3 separate regions of the Zea mays genome follow, and regions 2 and 3 are each linked to region 1. A link is a contact called in public Hi-C data. All regions are on one chromosome and are shown on one strand. Each heading gives the region's core, a stretch centred on a gene start, on an enhancer-like site or on the middle of the called end of the contact. The rest is flanking DNA. Distances are from core to core; before and after follow the strand shown.

Region 1 (2,700 bases), core at 15-2,514:
GGTGTAAGCCGAAGCTACCATTGAAGGAGCTTTGGCATGGTGACACGCTAAAGACGAAGGACGTTACCGACTTAAAGAGGAAAAGACTGTATAGCCCTCGATAATTTGTATTGTAATTGTAATTAGCCATCAGGGTCATGGATGTAATTTTGTCTGGGCTGTGTCATGTGCCTATAAATAGATGAACAATACCCTTGTACTGTTCACGCTGACTTGTAATCACTCTCACGTCACTCCCGCTTTTTCACCTTCTGTCAAGCCGAAGGTACAAATGTAATATAAATATCATTGATGTTTATTCATGTTTATATAAAATAAGAATATGAATAGTCTAATGATTTGAAATGATTATTCATATTCCCTTTGTGTTTCATATGTCTCTGTTTATATTCTTGCTTACTGAAATGATGAAGGTATGTCCTTCATGACCTTCGTCTGAAGATCATTATATCCTAAGGGGGATAATGCTTCGAAGGACGAAGGTCTCTAATCGTTAACAGTTGTGTTGCTTTGTTCTTGGTATTTAGCATCTGAGAACAAGGACCAACAGCTAGCATAGAGCTAATCCAGAAATAATCCAACCCAAATAGGTGATCAAGGACAGGATAAACAGAGGACTAGTAAATTCTTAGGTATAAATTGTGTAAATAGGTCAGAGGACACTTGACTTCACCAACCAGCTGCTACTCATGGTCTTCTCCTGCAACTTCCTCAGACTCCACCAACGGACCGTTATCTATATGAGTGCAAACATACATTCCACATTCTTAACGTAGAGGGAAACAATACACCATACAACAAAACAGATCAATTAAACAGACATGTGGCGCAGGGCTCGCATTTACGACTATGCGAGAAAAGAAACTACGCCGGTCGAAGCTACGACTGAGAGACAGCGATTACGTTAAGCAGTTGTGGACTAAAATATTTATCTCAACATAATTATATTAATTGGTGTTCATACGACCTGCACATAAAATTAGTGCTAGATCCTAATTAGTTCGATACTCGATTAATCGTCGTTACTCTATGCACTTTAACTATTATACGAGATTCTAGGTGAATTAAAAAGGGTCGTCGAGCGGCGAAGCGCGCGACACGATGCATGACTCAAATGAAATTTAAAATGCAACGACGCGCGTGAAGCACCGAACGACGAACCGAAGCGTGCCGAAGGCACACGAGCTAGGGCTACGCGCCGAGGCCGCGCCATAGCCGCGACAAGGCTACGCGCAGGGGCCGGGCCAAGCAGGGGATGCGCGCATGGGGCTGGGCACCGCGCTGGAGGGGGGGATGGGGCCGCCGCGCCGAGGGCCGGGCACGCCGGACCGGGGTCGAGCCGCGCGAGGAAGAGCCACCGCACCGAGGGCTGGGCTGTGCAGGGGAAGGGGCGACGCGCTGGGGGCCAGGTTGCATGGGGGAGGGCGGGCCGGGGAGGGGCTTCCATGGCCAGGGGGCGCCGCGGGCAGGGGAGGGCGCGCGCAGGCAGAGAGAGGAGGAGGTAGGAGAGGGAGGGGCATACCAAGGGCTCGATGAACGGCAGCAACCACAGCTTCGGTGATCCAAACGATGGTAGGGAGAGAGTGGGAGAGAGGAGGAAGAGGGAGAGGGCAGTTTCTCTCTTCCTAGATCATGGTTGTGCGGGAGAGGGGAGGTGGGGGCGGTTTGGGCGTGCATGGGGGGAGGGGCGGCTGGGCGTGCACTAGGGCTGGGGCTGCTTCTCTAATCGATCTTGCTTGCTTTCTAATCAAATCCATTCCTTGAATAAAAATCCTAAATTAAATGAATGCACGCTTAGACATGACATTGGATAGAAATAAATATGCTCCGGCATGATGCAACAACAATATCAACTTAGGGTTTTTCATACACGTAGCATGGACACCAATCTCTATATTGCTTTGAAAATAGGAAGAAGGAGCAGAACAGAGAGAGAGAAAATGAGAGTAACGCCTGAATTTGGTGAATATTGGAGAAGAAATTTTATACCCCAAATTCAGGGTGTTATATATATGTTGTGGTTTTTTACGATCGTATTTAGATTTCTGTCGTGACCAGTGTATTTTCCGTATCGAACTTTCGTTTTCGATTCGTTTTCAATGTTTTTGAATTACTAATGTTATTTTCATCTATGGAGTTATCATTATCAATTGTTTCCAAGAAAAGCTATGAAATCGATAATAGTTTTAGTGTTTACCAACTGTATTTATCCCTAAGGGCTAGTTTGGGAACCCCATTTTTCTAAGGTCTGGTTTGGCAGACCAAAACCTAGCTGATTTTCCGGCCTTTTCCACCGGAAGAAAGCCCACACGAAGATTGTCCATGGGTTTTTCATTTATGTCATTTGGCAGCCCACAATCGGACGGAGATTCGTCCAAGAAACCCTATTTTACACTAGGAAAGAACCTTGTCCTTGGGAGGCCAGGTGATTCTCCCTCCCCACGTGCGTCTCCTCGGCCACCATCTCCACGAGCACCTCCGTCGCCGCGTCTCCTCAGCCGCCATCTCCGCGAGCACCTCCGCTGCCGCATCTCCTCAGCTGCCATCTCCACGAGCACCTCTGCCGCCTCTCCAACATATTCTCCGACGCTATCCCCTTTCCCTCGACAAGGTCAGCTCTCCTGCTCTGGATCCCATCTTGTTGTGTCTTGCTGCGCCCCCTTCCCTGCTCCTGTTGATCTCGGCAAGGTTTGTGCGGGT
Region 2 (2,878 bases), core at 34-2,533, 190 kb before region 1:
GGCAAATTATATGCCATCGACCATGTTATTTCGTCGACTCTATGGTCGACGAAATTAGCTTCCAGGTGGCTATTTATTTTTGTCGGCCACGTGGCCAGCAAAAATAAAGACAACTATTTTCGTGGGTCTAACAACCGATAAAAAATGTAAATATTTTTGTTGCCTAAGTTATTCCTGTATCACATGAATTGAATGAAATTGAAAAAAAAATTAGCAGAGATTTTAACTTGCTATGGATTGAAACCCATCTAATCATCTTCAATCCACATAGATTGAAGAGAAAACGAATGGACCCTTATGCGGAAAAAGTATATGTAGCCATGCACTAGCTAGGGATATGTGAAGTTTTATTCTTGAGCAATTGGAAAATCTTTTAAAACTATTTTCTTGTCCTCACCTAAGACACGGTCTCCACATACACTGATACGCACATACTTTTGTTCCAACCTTTCACACGGCAATACTAAATCAGAAACAAGTTACCTGTTCCCCTTGTTGCGAATGAGTATTCCCACCACACATACCGTGGTAGGTGGACTGAACTCTGTCTGGTTCAGAAGATCACAAGTACAAGCGGCGCACCAATCAGTACGTCTACTCCTTCCACACCTTTACCAAACGTAACTTTAAGACTATAAATCTGCTTCCGGAGGAACCATGCAAGTGCGACCTGAAAGTAAAAAAAGTATCACGACCCTGTGGTGTATACGCAGAACCGGCCGGGTAAATTTCGCAGTAGTCCAAAAGTGAGCTAAAGTGACCAAGAAACTTGGGCAAAAAGAAGAGGCGAAGAAGCAGCAACCAGGTGACGCCGCATCTCCTGCCATCCTGTTGGTTGGGCGCCTGACAATAACCACTGAAGGACAACTAACCGAGATACTACTTACGAAGACGCATCGGCTTAAAACAAATCAGTCAAAGAATGTGCAAGTCCTGCTGTGTCTTCACGTTTCTGGCAGTATGATTAATTGCATGGATACGGATGACGATGCTGCTGGCCGGCTCATCAGTTTTTTTTTTTGTTTTTGTGCATATATAGCCATGCATTGTACCTCGACCGCCGTAAACATCCGATATGATTGCCCGACGAAGCGACAATAATGTGTGGCCGTTTTAGTGAATAGATCAGGTTCGTTTTTCTCAATCAACGCAACACTACACTACACTAGCTTGTTAGTAGAAGATTCATCTCAAGTCGACAGCTCTCAACCGTGTGTGATGATGACAAGCAGAGCAGGCAAGCAGCCTTCTACAAGCGCCACACATATGCTTGACCGGGCCGGTCTCAAAATAAATAATAAAGTGGCACGTACTAGCGCGACCAGTGCGTTGGCATTGCATTTGCATTGCATGGGATAGATCCACCGGGATACGTACATGCGTCGTGGATCGTAGTAGACGCTGAGCACTCGCAACTTGCCAGCTGAGCACACAAATCATCACACTCGATCGCCACCCTAGCTATCTGCCAGTGAAATTTTTTTACGGCCAATTATGTTAAACATTTTTACAGAATTATTAAGGCCCGCCAGCCGGCGGCATGTACATGTATATGATTGGGGGTGTTCTTTCATACGTGTTCTGGCGTTCGTATTCTTGACCAGGTAAACGTCCTGACTGTGACTGTGACTGTGAAAGCTGATGGATTTATACAGCTGTCAGCCAACATTTGTAACGGATGAACGAAATGGACCGGGTAAACTCTCCCGGTTAGACTGTGGTTCGCGTAAAATAGGGAAGGCGATCCGTTAAATTTAAAATAAGAGATAGATAGGTTTGTTTTAAATCGAGCTACAATTAAGTTTTAAGTATGACTAAATGTATAGGAAAAATACTAATATTTATGATAACGCCAAACAGAAATATTATTAAAATAGGTGGCATAATAAATCTAGTTTATTTGGCGTTTTAAACATCTTTTCTTTATATATTTTTGTATAAAATGTTTTATTATTTCAAAATCATTAATCAAATTGATTCGTAACGTGCGTTTTGTAGAAACAAGGTAGCTTAGATCACAATAACGAAAAATGATTAATGGAACTCAATGGTCAATTTTTAAAGGATGATCGAGAAGGTTAAGGCTCAGTTAGTTCTAAGTGTTTAGAGTTGTTGGAAATTTAAAGTATTATATAACCTTATTTTTTATTTAAATCATTCTATAAAGGGGGACACAAATCGAGTAGCTTAACCTAGACAAGTCTAGTTAGGTATGATGGTGCACGCTTATGAAACCCAGTGCTAGGTAAACCAAAGAGAGATCACGAGAAGTTTGAAACACAATCCAACTAAAAAAAGACCGAAACAAGTGAATCAACAATGCTGCGATAGCATCGAACATGTTTGGTGTGCACTACTGTGCACTGGACAGAATTGTGTCTTGTTATGTTTGAGCATAGTACCATCATGTCTGGTGCACACTAGATACGGTGCACCGGACACAACACTTAGAGAGCTTGAAGAAGTGGCCTAAGACACTTGTATTCACCGGACGTGTCCAGTGTATCACCATACATGGGACCCAACAAAGAGCTTAGAGTGGATGTAAATTGTGTCTGAAAGGCCAACTACTCACTAGACATGTCTCGTGTACTACCGGGCATGTCACCAGATAGGGTACATGACATTCGAGAGGACCACTTAACGCTTTTATTCTAGTGATTCTTCTCAAGGTACAAGAAATGATTACATAATAAAATCATGCATAACAGAGACGATGAAAGGAACTTGGATGTTTAAGAGGGGGGCAAATTACAACTTCTACTTTTCGCACTAATCTAGGCCTCTAATTTTACCTCTTAAACAAAACCTATATGGATAACCAAACTGAAAGGGAAATGTGCCCTTGGGCCATTTCTATATTGTTTTGGTGATTAGA
Region 3 (2,863 bases), core at 53-2,552, 250 kb before region 1:
GGGAAAAACATAAGAAAAGAAAAAGGTAGTTTCTTTCTCAAAACATGGTCAAAAGTAGTTTGAAAAAAAAAACGAAAATTGTGTTCATTTCTTGTATCCGAAAATTTGTACATGTTCCTGGTTTTGTGCACGTTTGCAAAGGTGCTCGATATGACGATATGTCCTACACTTTTGGAAGTACTAGAAGCTGAAGTTTCGTCTGGAATCAATTGTTTGGGCACCTCCTGAAGCTAAGATAAAGCGATAACGCTTGTGCTTCCGGCCACAGAAACCAGCATGCAGATTCATCTCTCACCCTGCCTCTTTTGTGTGTGTGTGTCGGCCGGAGCTAGCACTGGGCAAATTAAAGAAAACAAACAGAAGCAGGCGCGCGGCGAGCGTGTTTGTTGCGCACCTGTCGATGCGGTTGCGGAGCTTCTGGAGGAACCGCTGGTTGTCCTCCTCGGCGACGCGGAAGACGCGCTCGATGAACTCCTGGCGCTCGCCAACGCCGAGCTTCCTCACGTCCACCTCCTTGAACCGCTGCTGCTTGCCGCCGTCGTCGTCGTCGTTAACCCCGCCCACGGCGGCGGCCTCCGACAGGATGGCGGTGCGCACGCGGCTGTAGGTGGGGAGGCGCTCGATGGCGGCCCATCGCAGCGCCTCCTCGTCGTCGTCGACGCGGCCGCCGCGGCTGCTTGTCCGGGACCGGGAGCCGTGCTGCGGCATGAAGACGTCGTCGACGCCCCACGCCTCCATGCCCATGCCGCGGCCGATGCTCCGGCTCATCCGCCGCCCCGACTCCCACACCTTCTCCATCGCGCTCTCCATCGCGTGTGTGACTGTGTGTGTGTCTATATATGTGCGCGCCTGTCTCTTGTCTACCGGCCGGTGTCGCTTGATCGGTCCAGGCCGGGCAGGCAGCACCCGGCTCCCGGCAGGTGGTCGTCACGCCGCTCTTGCCTTGCTCAGACGTACTGCGTCCGCGCGCTAGACGCCTGGTGTTGCCGTGCTAGGACGGAGCTCCTCTCAGGCAAGGCCGCAGGCCGGGCGCTGGCTCCTTCTGCGCATGCATGCACGTCAGTGCGGCAGTTGGTGGTGGTGGCGGCGTGCGAGCTGCATGAGTAGCCTGGATTGGAAGGGAGGAGAGAGGGGGGTGAGAGGAGTGAGCCCGGAGGTGGAGTTTATATATATGCGCTGCTGCGGGTGGCGCGCGGGGCGGGGAAATGGCCAACTGAAATTTCCAATTGTTTTTACCAGGCCTAGGTCGCGTCTAGGAGCTACGCTGTGCTCTGGTTGGGTTGGTGGGGACTGGGGGGCGGCGGCGAAGCCCTTTTGGCTTTCGCAAGGAAGCAGGGACCGGAGGACGACTCGCGGGGGCATTTTAGCGGCGCTGCACGCGGTTGACCCGAGTCGACCGCGGTGGGTGGACACAGCCCCGGCCGGTGCTGAGTGCTGAGTGCTGAGCGCCCCACGCGGTAGGTGGACACACACAGCCGCTGCTGAGCGTGAGCGGTGAGGGCGGCGGATGCGTCGTCCGTGGACGTGGCTGCATCATATCGGCAGATCAGAACCAGATGGCAGCGCATTTTTGCGCTGTGTTGTGTTCATGCGTTGACTGTTGAGTGATGTGTTGCGGGAGCGCTGGTGGCCGGCCAGCCGATCTAGCCGCTGCTACACGTACGGTAGGAGGAGTGCCGTACCGTTCCACTTCTAGCGGTCTAGCTAGTCACTTCGTCTGCATTCCGACTTCCCAGCAGTTCAGTGGTTACGTGTCAGGTTTTGGCGCACATGGCTGCCTCTCATTTCGTTCTGTGTGGTGTGGGCAGGCCGTGTGTTTCATGACGCATCGGCCTCGCTACTCGATGGCCGGCCATTGCAGTTTTGGCGAGTTACTTATGATGGTGAAAACGGTCGGAAACGATTGGTAAACACAAAAACCATTTTCGTTTTCATATTTTTCCTCGGAAACGAGATAAAAAACGGTAACTCTAGAAACGAAAACGATATCGGTAATTCGGAAACATAGGAAACGAAAGTTCGGTACGAAAATTACACCGGTTACGATCGAAATCTAAAAATTCGATCGATAAAAACTGTAACTTGTACCCTCAATTGACTTCAAAAATTCACGTAAGTCATACATTTATATAAAATTAATAATAATATATAAGGTAGCAGGCCACAATAAATATATAAAGTAAGAAATCATAAAACAATAAAATCATTATTATGTATTTAAATAAAGTAGAATCAAGATGTGTATAATGATATGGCACTTACATTCTATTTATACACCTACTACTTGGTATAGTCAATATAATTAGTGTCCTCTTGGTACTTCTTAAGTTCTCATTCAAATTATGAATATATGTATCAAGAGTAATAAGAGGTAAGAAAAAATAAATAAGATTTATAAAAGTTTCAAACGATTCTAAACTATATATCATTAGATAAATCTTGATTTTAGAAAAATAATAAAATTATTTTTATATTTTTCTAAGCTAAGATGAATTTATTATGAATTTATAAAGATCAGTTCAGATTTAATATTTTTTCTGAAAAATACCGAATTTATTACCGACGGTAAAATACCGAATAAAAACGGTAATTTCCGGAAACGGTCGGAACAGACCCAAACCGTTTTCGTTTCCGAGTTTTTCTACCGATTCCGTTTCCATATTTTCGGTAACCGTTTCCGTTTCCGTTTAAACCTAAATTTCGGTAAAATTTCGAAAACGATTTCCGGTATCCGAAAAATACCGTTTCCGTTTTCATCCCTACTTATGATCAGCTGCAGACAGATAGCAATAGAGAGTGGCCTAAATGATATGAGTGGCGTGATTTCTTCATCAGGTTGAGAAGCTGGTAGCTTGCGGAGTTA

Evidence for each region. A called contact is a pair of places that touch in the nucleus more often than the background predicts.
Region 2: a Hi-C map of leaf shows a contact between it and region 1, with 5 times the contacts expected there. The contact joins the enhancer-like site here to the promoter of LOC109942200 in region 1. A contact is called at or near these places in 2 of 25 Hi-C or Micro-C datasets (ear and leaf).
Region 3: a contact with region 1 is called in a Hi-C map of leaf, with 9 times the contacts expected there. The contact joins the promoter of LOC103638587 here to the promoter of LOC109942200 in region 1. A contact is called at or near these places in 14 of 25 Hi-C or Micro-C datasets (bundle sheath, ear, endosperm and 5 more).

What each region holds. Positions count from the first base shown.
Region 1 is chr9:79,525,345-79,528,044 of Zm-B73-REFERENCE-NAM-5.0, reverse strand. It overlaps LOC109942200, which reads left to right and starts at 1,264. Exons shown (of 5, transcript XM_035962834.1): 1 at 1,264-1,501; 2 at 2,428-2,611. The coding sequence starts at 1,264.
Region 2 is chr9:79,717,451-79,720,328 of Zm-B73-REFERENCE-NAM-5.0, reverse strand. No RefSeq gene overlaps it. Among protein-coding and RNA genes, the nearest start is that of LOC103638587, 58 kb to the left of the region's middle. Within about 2 kb of position 1,283, at least 9 of the 20 cell types and tissues checked have an H3K27ac peak or open chromatin away from gene starts, as enhancers often do. A contact at or near this core is called in leaf, where this site is marked.
Region 3 is chr9:79,774,848-79,777,710 of Zm-B73-REFERENCE-NAM-5.0, reverse strand. It overlaps LOC103638587 (ABC transporter G family member 42), which reads right to left and starts at 1,302. Exons shown (of 21, transcript XM_008661458.3): 1 at 395-1,302. The coding sequence starts at 810.